Linked DNA regions of Sus scrofa: region 1 is linked to region 2. Evidence: chromatin contacts called from public HiChIP or PLAC-seq data. All regions are on one chromosome and are shown on one strand. Each heading gives the region's core, a stretch centred on a gene start, on an enhancer-like site or on the middle of the called end of the contact. The rest is flanking DNA. Distances are from core to core; before and after follow the strand shown.

What was found. HiChIP or PLAC-seq counts read pairs in DNA pulled down with a chosen protein or histone mark.
Region 1: an H3K27ac HiChIP or PLAC-seq map of skeletal muscle shows a contact between it and region 2. The contact joins the promoter of TCTN2 here to the promoter of SBNO1 in region 2.

Annotation. Positions count from the first base shown.
Region 1 is chr14:29,327,807-29,335,257 of Sscrofa11.1, forward strand. It overlaps TCTN2 (tectonic-2), which reads right to left and starts at 5,257. Exons shown (of 18, transcript XM_021072256.1): 1 at 4,718-5,257; 2 at 4,395-4,502; 3 at 3,901-3,989; 4 at 2,695-2,890. The coding sequence starts at 4,871.
Region 2 is chr14:29,557,849-29,565,392 of Sscrofa11.1, forward strand. It overlaps SBNO1 (protein strawberry notch homolog 1), which reads left to right and starts at 1,255. Exons shown (of 31, transcript XM_021073996.1): 1 at 1,255-1,788.

The DNA of each region.
Region 1 (7,451 bases), core at 4,007-6,506, 230 kb before region 2:
AATAGACCATGTTACGAGGACAACAGTCTGACCTTCAGTATAAGCAGGCCGTGAGACAGAAGCAAGGTATTTTAGAATAGGGTTTTACTATGTGATATATAGATAGATGTCTGTAGGTCTATCTATATGTCTCCGACATTGCTTGCTAGCTTCCATGTTAATATGTGTACCACGTACCTCCTGACTCTCCTTCCATGCTTTTTCTTGTTCTGATCTCTGCCTGACTGGGTGCAAAAATTTTCATTCCTTCATGGGGTCAAAATGGACATCTCATAATTACCAATATAGAAAAGCTCTAATTTTTCTAAGTTTGGCTATTTTTACAAAGACATTCCAAGATACTACCTAAATATAGTCATGCATATTCTTTCAAAGTCACTGCTTTGAACAGCAATAGCCACCATTAACCCCTCCTTGTCATTTTTTTTAAAGCATCCACTGAATATTATTTTTTAGTTTGTTTTGAATTTTAAGCATTCGTAATGCTTTCTCTTCTAAGAACAAAACTTCAAGAGTTCCCGCTGTGGCGCAATGGGACCCAGCAGCATCTTGAGAGTGCTGGGATGTGGGTTCAATCCCTGGCCTGGCACAGTGGATTAAGGATCCAGGATTGCTGCAGCTGCCGTTTAGGTTGCAACTGCAGTTCGGACCTGATCCCAGGCCCAGAAACTTCATATGCTGTGAGACAGTGCCCCCCAAAAAAGTGAAAAATAAAAAATAAAAACAAAACTCTAAACCTTTAAATTGGCAAGAGTTCACATGATTCCAAAAAATTAAAAGGATATAAAAAAGAGGCGCACTCTCAGCCCTTCCCTATTCCCACATCACACCACCCCATCCCCGCTGATCACTGTTACCTTCTCAGAGAGCCCTCCAGAATTTCTTTGTACAAAAATAAATATATTCTTATTCCATGCTATATGCACCCATCTGCACCTGCTTTTTGCACTATGCAATGTATCTTGGAGGTCTTTCCATGCAAATACACTAAGGGCAGAGAAGCCTACTGAATGGCTCTATCATAACACATCTAACCCTCCTCATCTTCTAAAACCACAAGGACCACAGTTAGGAGATGTGATGTGGAAAGTGGCAATGTGGGAATCTCAAAGTGACAGATCTTTTCTATTAAAGAGCAATGCTCCATGAGAGTTCCCTGATGGCCTAGTAGGTTAAGGATCCAGTATTGTCACTGCTGTGGTGCAGGTTCAATCCCTGGCCCAGGAAGTTCTGGATGCCATAGGAGAGGCCAAAAAAAAAAGAAAAAAAAGAAAAAGCAACACTTCTCCCGTCCTCCCAGGTGACTGTAAAGGCAAGAGATGCTACACTTTGTTACAAGGGACAGGGAACATGGTGGGAGGTAGCACCTATGGACAAGGACCCCTCCACCTCACATCTCTTGTTCTTAGGACACTGCCATGATGTGAAAGAGAGAATAACACAGAACCATTTCCTCACATCCAAAGATGCATGGGCACAACGCACAACTGTATCTACTGTAGCACTAGTTATAGTATCAAAAACTGCAAAACTGGAGTTCCCGTCATGGCTCAGTGGTTAGCAAATCCGACTAGGAACCATGAGGTTGTGGGTTCGATCCCTGGCCTCGCTCAGTGGGTTAAGGATCCGGCATTGCCATGAGCTATGGTGTAGTCTGCAGATGCGGCTCGGATCCAGCGTTGCTGTGGCTGTGGTGTAGGCCGGCGGCTACAGCTCTGATTCCACCCCTAGCCTGGGAACCTCCATATGCTGCAGGAGTGGCCCAAGAAATGGCAAAAAAGACGAAAAAAAACCCAAAAACCTGCGAAACTAAGAGTATAGTTAAATAAACAATGATGTAGCCACACAATGGACTACTATGCAGCTATTAAAAAGAATCTAAGAACTAGATGACATTTAAAAGAATATAAAAACAATGAGGTAAACCTATATGTACTTGTATGAAACAATTTCTAAGTTATACTATTTCTTTAAAGGTACAGAACAGCAAATTGTGCATTATTACTGTGTTTGTTCTTTAAGAAGGGAATGTGTGTTTTCTATAGGCAAAATTTAGCCTGCTGCCTTGGGAAAAGGGAGCTGGATATCAAAAGAGTTCACTGAGGAGTTCCTGTCACGGCTCAGTGGTTAACAAATCCGAGTAGGAACCATGAGGTTTCAGGTTCCATCCCTGGAATCGCTTAGTGGGTTAAGGATCTGACGTTGCCGTGAGCTGTGGTGTAGGTCGCAGACACGGCTCGGATCTGGTATTGCTGTGGCTGTGGTGTAGGCCAGCAGCTACAGCTCTGATTCCACCCCTAGCCTGGGAACCTCTATATGCTGTGGGTGCGGCCCTAAAAAGCAAAAAAAAAAAAAAAAAGAGTTCATTGAAAATCTGCTGGTTTTCTGTAAACTCATTCATGAGTCTTTCCCTTCCTTTTGAGATTTAGTCACAGGAATCAATAAAAGGAAACAAACTTGACTTTCTCTCAAAAAGGATTTAAGGTGGCTTACAAAGATATAAACAACAGATCAAGATACAATGAATCTTAAAGTAAAATAATTCAAAGTGGAAACTTTTAAAATTAAACAAAAGGAAAATAAGCATAGGAAAGCAAGACAGATTCATGAGTAAAGCACACAAATTACATGGCGTATACTTACAATCGGATAATGTTTGCAGTAAAGGTTTTGATAGTCAGAGATTTTACTTGCCTGATGCATTATGGGCCAGAGAGGAGTTGGCATAAATTTCTGCTTGAATGAGTAGATGTGCTAAACAGGACGAATTACGTGAGGCTGAAACCAGAAGAGTCTGGACAATGCACGGGGACTCTGAGAAAGAAGCTGTCTCATTAGAGGAACAGGACTGCAGATCTCTCTTCAACCTCACTGTCACTTCCAATGAATTCTGAAAGGAAAATATTGCTGTATTTTTTATAGTGACTCAAAACAGCATCTATAATTATAAGGGCACACAATGGAAACTGCGATCAGCCTCGGTTCATTTTACAAAAGGAAAACTGTACACAAGGATGACGTCATTCTGTTCAATTCTACCACGTAAACCTATGGCAATATCAAGCCCTGATTCCTAATCCTCAACTTAACATAAAAGTAAGCAATTTTCAGGTATTCAGAGAAAGCTGAACACAAGTGTGATAAGTTAACTCAGTTTGTCTAGCACCTATAAAGGTACTAGACGCTACCAGCAGAAGATGTAATACAAAAAATGTCCGTGAAAACAGACCTGGTTCCTGGGGTGCAAAGTCTGCCTTTCTCAGCCTTTATCCCTGAAGTTGATACTTTACACACACTGGGCACTGAATAAAACATTCATTAAATGTAAAATATTTGATATCTCTAGGCTCAAGTGTCCTTACACATAAGCTCAGATTTAGGTGAGATCAATGGTGTATGAAGCTCTTTTGGGTCACAGATCCATTTGATAATCTCATGGAAGCTGGCAACCCTTATCAGAAAAAAATGTGCATGCAAGTGTGCACACACACACAATTTTAAACACAATTTCAGAGTGTTCACAGACTTCCTCTTTTGTGTGTGTGTGTGTGTGTGTGTGTGTGTCACCCCAGAAGCATATGGATTTCCAAGTCAGGTATCAGATCCAAGCTGCGGCAGATCCTTAATCCACTGTGCTGGGTCAAGGATGGACCCTGCATTCCTGTGCTTCAGAGACACTGCCAATCCCCCTGCATCACAGCAGGAACTCCTCACAGACTTTTTGAAACTAACTCAAAAACTCCTAAGAACCTCTGGGCTGGATAGGTGTCTAGGTGATCTGATAGCCCACAGTTTCATGGTAGTTCCAAGCACTGAGAAAGATCCATCTTGTCCAACCAAGAAAGCCATGCAGGAACTCTAATTATGGGCCTCTGCAGATGCTACTGAAAAGGCTTTTACCTCTGGTCTTACCATACTGGGGGTGACAGTCAAACTCCAGTTTCCAGTCTCATTGCTTAGCATTCGACAATCGGGAACTGGGAATAATCCTACGGGAGAGAAGATTAGAAAGCAAGGCAGTATTGTCCGGCAACTAAGGGGGTGCACTCCTGAATCAGGCTTCTAGGATGGAAGCTGTGTGGCTTTGGACAAGCAACAAACTCTCTGAACTTCAGTTTCTTCACGTGTTAAATGGGATTAAAAGATACTACTGTTCATATGAGAAAAATGAAGTAATGCATTTAAGACCTGGAGATAGCACAATGAATGCTAACTAGTATGATTTCAAGTTTTCGTTTACTGAATCTGTCTTTTGGTCCTCTGGTCCACAGCAGCCGCTCATCCCAACTTTTCAGCGGTCAGAGAGGCCAGGAACCCTGAGGACTAAGCTTCTTGGGCGGCCTGGCCCTGGTCCCAATCTCCTCCCTCCCTACAGGAAGGGCCGGACTCTTTACCCATCTCGTCCTGCAGCAGAGTCAGTGACACGGTCACATCCTCGGTGCCTCCGACCAGGGACGCGCTGACCGCAGGGCCAGACATGCGGATGACAGGAGGGATGAAAACTAGGTGGAGAGAAAGGGACAGGGAAGAGTTAATAGTTGCAGAGTCGAAAGGGACAGGGAAGAGTTAATAGTTGCAGAGTCGCTGCCTACGCTGAGTGGTGACTTTCTTAGGCAGTGTTTTCCAGAGCTCCGGGAGGAGACCCAAATCAGGCCTCAAAACCCTCGTCCTCACCCTCAGCCCCAGTCCCGCTGGCCCCCTACGCAGCCTTACGCACCCAGGTCCCCCCAGAGCGGACTGAAGACTCCCTGCAGAAGGAGAAACCCCAAGAGCAGAGAGACTGGCGGCGGCAAGCGCATGCCTGGGATCTCCCGTGGCCGGCAACACAGGACCGCGCCGGCCTTAGAAGCCTGGAAACTCTGGAACGCCATAACTCCGCCCTGACTGCCTCGCTACCACCATCTTGTCAAGCGCGCCCGGAGCTATGGCAACCACCAATTGGCCTCCGGCCTGACGGAGCGGAGCTTCGTGATTGGAATAGCCGTAGGGAAAGCCCGCCCCCAAATCCGGCCGCAGCGTCCCGGGCCCACCCACAGGCCTTACGTCCTCCCGGCTTGAGGACGTAAAGGATCCACGGAAAGGATCACAGAACCGTAGCCGTGCGCCTCCAATTTGAAACCGGGAATTCCCCCACCCAGAGCTAATTCAGTAATACTGCAAGAGCTACCCTACAGGTATTGGATGCTAAACAAGAACCTTAATAAGCTTGATTTTTAAAAATTTTTTTTTTATTTTCCCACTGTACAGCAAGGGGGTCAGGTTATCCTTACTTGTATACATTACAATTACAGTTTTTCCCCCACCCTTTCTTCTGTTGCGACATGAGTATCTAGACATAGTTCTCAATGCTATTCAGCAGAATCTCCTTGTAAATCTATTCTAAGTTGTGTCTGATAAGCCCAAGCTCCCGATCCCTCCCACTCCCTCCCCCTCCCATCAGGCAACCACAAGTCTCTTCTCCAAGTCCATGATTTTCTTTTCTGAGATGTTCATTTGTGCTGGATATTAGATTCCAGTTATAAGTGATATCATATGGTATTTGTCTTTGTCTTTCTGGCTCATTTCACTCAGGATGAGATTCTCTAGTTCCATCCATGTTGCTGCAAATGGCATTATGTCATCCTTTTTTATGGCTGAGTAGTATTCCATTGTGTATATATACCACATCTTCCGAATCCAATCCTCTGTCGATGGACATTTGGGTTGTTTCCATGTCTTGGCTATTGTGAATAGTGCTGCAATGAACATGCGGGTGCATGTGTCTCTTTTAAGTAGAGTTTTGTCCGGATAGATGCCCAAGAGTGGGATTGCAGGGTCATATGGAAGTTCTATGTATAGATTTCTAAGTTATCTCCAAACTGTTCTCCATAGTGGCTGTACCAGTTTACATTCCCACCAGCAGTGCAGGAGGGTTCCCTTTTCTCCACAGTCCCTCCAGCACTTGTTATTTGTGGATTTATTAATGATGGCCATTCTGACTGGTGTGAGGTGGTATCTCATGGTAGTTTTGATTTGCATTTCTCTTATAATCAGCGATGTTGAGCATTTTTTCATGTGTTTGTTGGCCATCTGTATATCTTCTTTGGAGAAATGTCTCTTCAGGTCTTTTGCCCATTTTTCCATTGATTGATTGTTTTTTTTTGCTGTTGAGTTGTATAAGTTGCTTATATATTCTAGAGATTAAGCCCTTGTCAGTTGCATCATTTGAAACTATTTTCTCCCATTCTGTAAGTTGTCTTTTTGTTTTCTTTTTGGTTTCCTTTGCTGTGCAAAAGCTTTTCAGTTTGATGAGGTCCCATGGGTTTATTTTTGCTCTAATTTCTATTGCTTTGGGAGACTGACCTGAGAAAATATTCATGATGTTGATGTCAGAGAGTGTTTTGCCTATGTTTTCTTCTAGGAGTTTGATGGTGTCCTGTCGTATATGTAAGCCTTTCAGCCATTTGGAGTTTATTTTTGTGCATGGTGTGAGGGTGTGTTCTAGTTTCATTGCTTTGCATAATAAGCTTGATTTTTATGGAGTTTTTAGGTGGAGGAACAAAAAGCTGGCCTGCAGTGCTATAATTCTATAATTATAGAATTGTTTCTATTTACTGATTTATTTTTGGTCTTTTTAGGGCCACATCCATGGCACATGGAAGTGCCCCAGCTAGGGGTCCAATCAGAGCTGCAGCTACCGGCCTACGCCCCAGCAACCTGGGATCCAGCTGCCTCTGCCACCTACACCACAGCTCTCAGCAAGAGGGATCCTTAACCCATTGATCCCCCGTCAGTAGAGCTGGTTACCGCTGAGCCACAATGGAAACTTACTATTTATCTATTTATTTACTTATTTTTATGGCTACATCCATGTAAGGTTCCTGTGCTAGGGATGGCGTCTGAGGCCGCTACCAGATCCTTTAACCCACTGCACCAGGCAGGGGATAGAACCGGTTTCTCAGAAGTCACTCAAGCCTTTGCAATGGGATTTTTTTTTTTTTTTTTTTTTTTTTTTGTCTTTTTAGGGCCACACCTGTGGCACATGGAGGTTCCCAGGGTAGAGGTAGACTCGGAACTGTTGCTGCCGGCCTACGCCACAGCTCAGGGCAATGCCAGATTCTTAACCAACCGAGCGAGGCCAGGGATCAAACCTGCAACTTCAGATTCATTAACCACTGAGCCAAGACGGGAACTCCTGCAGTGGGATTCTTAACCCACTGTGCCACAGCAAGAAGTAGGATCTGGAAATCTCATGCTCTCTTTGAGGAACTACTGATACTTTTACAAATCATGTTTGGATTATTTGAAATAAACAAAATAATCAATTTTTTTTTTTAAAACAGAGCATTAATCCTTTTGCAGATAAAGCCTAAGCGACTGCCTTTAGAATAGCAGGCTAGATAGTTAACAACTATTTCATTATTTACCCTGTAAGAGAATTTCATGGCTTTAAAACTATTACAAGATTAAAA
Region 2 (7,544 bases), core at 5-2,504:
TTGCCATCATCTACACTAGACATAAACCAGGCTAGTGGAATGTAGGGAACAAGACAGATGAAGGCCTTGTTCTTATGGAACTATTATTATTATAAGGGGTCAATCTGAGCTGTAGCTGCTGGCCTACACCACAGCCACAGCAATGTGGGATTCGAGCTCCCTCTGCGACCTATACCACAGTTCATGGCAACACCAGATCCCCAACCCACTGAGCGAGGCCAGGGTTGGAACCCGCATCCTCATGGATGCTAGTCAGATTCATTTCTGCTCAGCCACCACAGGAACTACCCCCCCCCAACCTTCATAGGTTTTTAATGTGCGTGTGAGGATTAAACAAAGTAACAGTAGCAAAGTGATTTGTTGGCATTTTAAAATGTTTATTTACATGCATACATATATAATGCATATTTATGTATAAAAACACTAAGTTGAAAGATTCATAATTATTCTCTCCATGACTACTTTTTTTCCTTTCCTCTAGCCCCTTACTGTCTCTTGAAGAGCTCACACCTTAACAACTAAGTGTTTGAATGACTAGGTCTGCTTTGAGCTCAAGGCGACAGCAAAGCGACCGCCAGTAGGGGGCAAGAATCACCTAGGCGTGCCTATTACCTAAGCAACGGGTTCAAACAGCATTCTCAGAATGACTTTACAAAAGGGTTACCAAGAAGTTAATTTGTTTATTCTGTTAGATCACTTAAAAGTAGTAGCAATAATAATCATCATAATGGATAATACAAAAATAAGGAAGTGAGAGGCGGTAGCGACAGATATGCAGCAATCATTAATTCAGAGCAATAGTTTGTTCAGGTTACCAGGTGTGTGTGTGTGTGCGTGCGCGAGAAAAAAGGAAACCGAGCTGACTGCGCTCTCACTCATTAGGATATGATTGTAGCAGTCGGAGCAGTAGAGGGGCTCCGAGTTCCTTGCGGTCTCACATTGAATAAAGTGCTTTAGGAGAGCCTAACAAGAAATCATTACGAGAATTTCTTGCTAGAATTAACTAAGGTAACGAGTTTTTCAAAGTGACAAAGACGCCACTAGGTAACTTCCTGAGCCATAGCCACGCACCAAAAAGGTTTCGAAAACAGCTTCGAGCCCCTCCTTGCCCGACGTTGAAAGCAGGTGTGGGACGCATGCGCACGGCCCACCGGCTGACCTGCTCGGGGCAACCCAGAACAGACCTTCCTCCCGACATGCCGCGAGGGAGAAAAGGAGGGGAAAACGAACTCTCGCGATTCTTTCAAACGCCGGCGGAAGCAGTAGACACGTGACTCTCCTAGGCGGCCTTCGTCTTCCCCCCCTCCCCCTTCTCGGAAACCCGGCCCCCTCACCCCTCGCCCACCCCGGAGCCGCGATAATGGACCGTTTGGGTTCCAGAATTCCTTTGGATTCAACCACTGGTACAGGGTCGGCGGGAGCCGGTGGAGTCCGTGCTTGGCGGAAAAGGCGGGGGGCGGCCAAGATGGGGGGGGAAATCATCTTCCTTCACCTAGGAGAGAGGCGGGGCGGAGAGAGGGGCTGGGGTTTGCGGTGGGGGGGGAGGGAGGAAGTCACGTGGGTCCTGCGGCGCGCGCTGCGTGCGCGCGGCGCCTCATCCGTCGCCCCACCCCCTCCCGGTGGGGCGGGGGGGGTTGGGGGAGGGGCGTCAAGATGGCGGCGGGGAGGTAGGCAGAGCCGGACGCTGCTGCTGCCGCCGCCACCGCCGCCTCCGCTCCAGTCGCCTCTGGTCCTTCAAGCTGTCGCCGCCCGGGAGAAGGTGTTCCAGCGTCAGATCCTGTGGGGAAAGTAAGTCCTCCCTGTAGCCCTTTTATGTCTCCACACTCCTCCTCCCGGACAGCCTCCCACTCCCACCCTCCTCAGGGGGCCGTGTGGGGCCAGGCTGGGGGGGGCCGCCACCTCACCCCGGCTTCGGGCCTCCCGCGCCCCTCGCTGCCCTCTCAGCTGCGTGCCCCGGGGTCCTCGGAGGCACGGTCCCGGCCGCGGCCCCGACGCGCTGGCTTCCTCCGTCGGTCAGCGCCGGGCCCTGCGGTCGCCGCGCGTGGGGCTGTCGGGCTCCTGGGGCCCCGCTGTCCCAGACCGAAGGCACCCCGTTTGGGCGAGGAGGCAGCGTTTGCGGACGCCAGCTCTGGCTCTGCCGGGATCGCCCCCCGTGCTCCCCCGTCTCGACCAGGGGATGCGAGGTCCCGGACTCGTAGGAAAGTGAGCTCCACAACCCTTCAAAAGTCTTCCGCTGGAGGATTGCTTTGGTTCGGGGCGAGTGCGGAAGGCGACAGGGTTGCCCAAGATGTGGACCCCCACACCTACGGTTTGCTTGTTACCTTGCTCTCAGGGCAGTAGGGACGGTACGTGGGACACGTGGGGCCACCTTCACGCTTCACCCAGTGATTAGGTTAATTTTGCCTGGAGCTTGTTCGCTCGCCTCTTGGACCCTAAGTAAGAATCTATAGGGAGGGAAAGGCGGTCCGGGATTTGCTTACTTTGAGAGCGTTTGGCGTAACGAGCATCTAAAGTTCCCCAAACCAGTATACGCTGGTGGTTTCCCAGAAGTGGTTTGGGGTCGGTTTAACCGCGGAGGAGATTTGGATGTTCCTGAACCCTTGTGATTGTTTCTTTCCTGACCCTGGCATCCAGCTCCTCCCCTTTCCACCCCGGCTTTGTGCTTCTGTTTGGTTAATGTTTGCGGACCACTAACTTGATCCTCGCACAGAGGAACTCTTTTTATGTGCATGCTCCGTTTACTGTGGGAGGCTTTTGTTTTGGGGAGTCGCTGGTGGAGAAACGTGGGAAAAGAAAGGGCGAGAAAATGAGAGTCAAATAAAGCAACGTTTTTATCCATTGAATTGCGCAGCCAATTGTAACCTCACCCGGAAGTTTGTACTGAACACGTGTTGGTGAGAGGTTAAAACTGGGTCCCCCTTTGACCTTTGAAAGTTGATTATTAGCAGTTTATGTTGATTTAAATGTTTCATATTCTTCAGGCAGCCAGAATTAGAGACAGAATAGGGTATCTAAAGAGTCTGCCAGGAGGGTCCAGAAAGCTGTCAAACCCGAGTTAGTCTAGTGCGATTCCTCTTAGCAGTTGCAGACACTTAAGTCAGCTAACAATGCAGAGGGATTTCATTTTTTCCCAGTTATTTGCGGCAGTCAAAACAGATTTTCATGAGCAGTGGGGAAAGCCTTAATCACTGCACAAAAGATAGTTTGTATAGAACTTCTAAGATAAAATGCAGAATTTGCTATTGGTGTTTTGCGACATCGATTTTGCAAACAATGGAACTTTTTTATGTTTAAAGAAGTTGTTTCCAAAGTTTATCCACCAGAGAGGACATCTTTACTTTTTTCTTTGGCTTCTGCTTTTTATCTCTCAATGTAACTTTATTCCTAACCTAATTTTATGCCAGAAGATTCTGAAGAGTTTTAAATAAAATTTGACTTTAGTTGCTATGTAGGTGTTAAAAAGGGAGTCTTAGTGGCTTACAGTTCCTTCCTTCATTCATCCATTCATTCATTCGTTCATCCATTGAATGTTCTTATGTGTCAGTTTTACGTGTTTATGGGCTTTGTTGAGGTTACTATTTAAAATCATGCAGTATGAAGAGTCTCTTCATGCTTCTCAAAGTCTTTTTTCTTCTCAAGTACTTTAGTTACAGATACATTTTGGCTTTACTTAGCGTCTAAATTGAGCTTTAAGACTTGCTGCCCTGCTCATGAAGGAAGACAGCACTCTGGTCTGAGGTGTGGTTTTAGCAAGTTAGCTGATTTTTCATAAGGCTCTGGGTTTTCATGCTTTGCCTGCCAGAAATTCAGGGAGTAAAGATGCTTTCTGAGTGGAATTGTTTTCCATTAGGTAGTCAATTAATAACCAAAATGATGTAATCCTTAAGTTTTTGCACTTGTCTTTTTCTTTAATGCTAATTGACAGATCCACTTTCCTGGTTGAACTTACTAAAGTATCATGGACAGTCTTGGGATACCACTGAAATTTTCTGTAGATGAAATGGATAGACTTTGGAAGATCAGGAACTCTTCTTAAAAAAATATGGTACAAACCTTGTCAAAATAGGAGTTTCTGTCATGGCGCAGTGGAAACGAATTCAACTAGGAACCGTGAGGTTGCAGGTTCGATCCCTCACCTTGCTCAGTGGGTTAAGGATCTGGAGTTGCCGTGAGCTGTGGTGTAGGTCACAGATGTGCGCTCGGATCCCTCGTTGCTGTGGCTGTGGCTGGCAGCTGTAGCTCTGATTAGACCCCCAGCCTGGGAATCTCCATATGCCACAGTTACAGCCCTAAAAAGAAGAAGAAAAAAACTTGTCAGTTAACTTTTTACTTCTTGAGAGACAGTAAGTAGCACAGAGCAATGATTTGCAAATCTTTTTACTGCATTCCACAGTAAGAAATGTTTTACATTGTGACCTGGTATATAATACGCACATAGCACTGAGTTTCCTGAAGTAATGTTTACCCTCTCTGTGTGTGCTGCTCTAATTCTGTATTTAAAATATTTGAATATTCTATACTTGAAATATTTAAAATACTAGTCACAATGCACTGAAATTATTTGACAACCCAATGTGTTATGACCAGCAGTTTGAAAAATACTTGGGTTTTTTTTTTTTTTTTTTAATGTCTTTTCTAGGGCTGCATCCTCTGCATGTGGAGATTCCCAGGCTAGGGATGTAATCAGAGATTGGAGCTGTAGCCACTGGCCTACGCCAGAGCCACACAGCAGCCACACAGCAACGCCAGATCTGAGCTGCGTCTGTGACCTACACCACAGCTCACGGCAACGCCGGATCCTTGACCCACTGGGCAAGGCCAGGGATCGAATCCTCAACCCCATCGTTCCTAGTCAGATTCGTTAACCACTGAGCCATGACGGAAACTCCCCTAATACTTGGTTAAAAAATACTGGAGTTGGGAGTTCCTGTCGTGGCACGGCGGAACCAAATCTTACTATTATCTTTGAGAATGCAGGTTTGATCCCTGGTCTTACTCAGTGAGTGGTTCGGGGATCTGGCGTTGCCTTGAGCTGTGGTGTATGTTGTAGAAGTTGGTCAGATCCCATGTTGCTGTGGTTGTGGCTGTGACCTAGGCTGGCATCTGCAGCTCTGATTTGCCCTAGCCTGGGAACTTCCATATGCCATGGCCCTAAAAACCAAACAAGCAAAAAATACTGGATTAAGAAATAACTGGGGCTAAGATTGGAAGGGTTTGGTGTCAGCCCCCCGGGTTTATAATTCTGCTTCAAGCTTGCTTTAGTCTTACCTTGTTATAGTTCATTTCTCTAAGCTTTGGTTTCTAAGCGGCGGGGAGATAACAGGTAGTTTTTACTCATGTATTATTTTGAGAGTAGAAACAAAATCCAACCGTATAATAAATAGTCCAGAAGAGTAGCCAGCTTTTGATGTTGTAAACAAGAAAGTAGTCTCAACCCACCTCCCCAGCCACATTCTTGTGCTTTTTCAAAGCATTTTTGAAACTTGTATATAATCTGCACATTCCTTTGTAATTCCATTCTTCCTATAGGTTTTGCAATGAGAGTGAGGGGAGGGACACTTTACTAGGCAATTGCTGCTAGGAGAAGAAGGCGTTAAAAAATGCAGATTATATCCTTTTAGTTAAAGAAAATCTTATTTAGCAAACTTTTATACCTATCCTCTCTTTCTCCTCCTGATACTCTTGAAGGAATCAACACTCAGTAGACAATAAATATTTGGGGTTTTTTTTTTTGGCCTTTTTTTAGGGCCACACTCGTGAAAGTTCCCAGGGTAGGGGCTGAAGCAGAGCTGTTGCTGCTGGCCTATGCCACAGCCACAGCACCACAGTATCTGAGCTGCGTCTTCGACCTACACTACAGCTCACGGCAACACCAGATCCTTAACCCACTGATCGAGGCCAGAGATTGAACCCAAAACCTCATGGTCACTAGTTGGGTTCGTTAACCACTGAGCCACAATGGTAAGTCCTGTCCTTCAAATTCCTAAACTGAATGTCATCTATCACATCCTGGCTACATAAAAGCAAAGTTGACGCTAGATCAAAAATCAGACATGCTTAGCACTATTAAGTAATGAGAAAAAATACTTTTAAGGCAAAGATACTTGGTCTTTTGCTTTTTAGGGGCACAGCTGCAGCATATGGAGGTTCCCAGGCTAGGGGTCGAATCACAGCTACAGCTGCTGGCCTGTACTACAGCCATGGCAACTTGGGATCAAAGTTGTGTCTACAACTTATACCACAGCTCACCACAATGCTGAATCCCCAACCCACTGAGCAAGGCTAGGGATTGAACCCGTATCCTCATGGATACTGTTTGGATTCGTTTCTGCTGCGCCATAATGGGAACTCCCAGAGATACTTCTTTTTTTTTTTTAATAGATTTTTTTTTTTTTTTTTTGTCTTTTTGCTATTTATTTGGGCCGCTCTCGCGGCATATGGAGTTCCCAAGCTAGGGGTTGAATCGGAGCTGTAGCCACCAGCCTACGCCAGAGCCATAGCAACACGGGATCCGAGCCGCGTCTGCGACCTACACCACAGCTCTTGGCAACACCAGATCATTAACCCACTGAGCAAGGGCAGGGACCGAACCCGCAACCTCATGGTTCCTAGTCGGATTCGTTAACCACTGCACCATGACGGGAACTCCCCAGAGATACTTCTTAAATGACATTTGAAGATGTCCACCAGTTTCCTCTAGATACACTAACTGATTAGCTGGACAAACCAGGTGTATGACACTTGGGGAAAAGGGAGCTAGTATTTTAGAGAACTAACGTGGAACTTAATTATTGAATAAATTGCCGACAAGTAAAGTTTGTATTCTGGAGGTAAAATGTTGCATAAGCAATTTGAAAGAAATCATTTTTGAACATGATAGTAATGTTTATTAAAATGATACTTAATAGCTAGTAGCTAATACTTATTATAAGTAGCTTTAACATTTACTCAGCACAGCAATCCTATGAGGTTTTGTTTTTATTCCTACTTGGAGATGAGGAAACTGAGTCACAAAAGTTATTATTTGACTATATCATACTACTGGTGGATGACACAGCCTTTATTTGAAACCAGGTTTCACTTGACTTCATAGTCTCCTCAACCTCTGTGGTGTGCTGCTGCCACTGCAGATACATCCCTGTATCTGCCCAAAGCTGTAAAGATCTGCTTTGGTGTCAACAAGAGGAACCTTGTCCTTGTTGATAGGTTTCTGTGTTGGTATTCTCAGTGGGAACTGTGTCCTTTGATTCTTCTAATGGGGTATTGTTTCTCAGGATTCTCTTCCTGCTAAGGATGTCTCTCAGTTTCTCCCCGCTACTGTGTTATTGTTCCTTATTATATATGCTTTCATAGGTGTACTATTTTGAAATATGTGATATTTTCAAATACATTTATGATAAAAGTGGAATCTTTTTGTTTTCCACTTTTTTTGGTTTGTTTTTGTGATTCTATTTAGAATCACTCTATGGTTAGTAACTTTTGGGTTTGTTAGATTGATACATGTTAAATGTCACCTGAGGTGTGTAAAATTCTTGTAGACACAC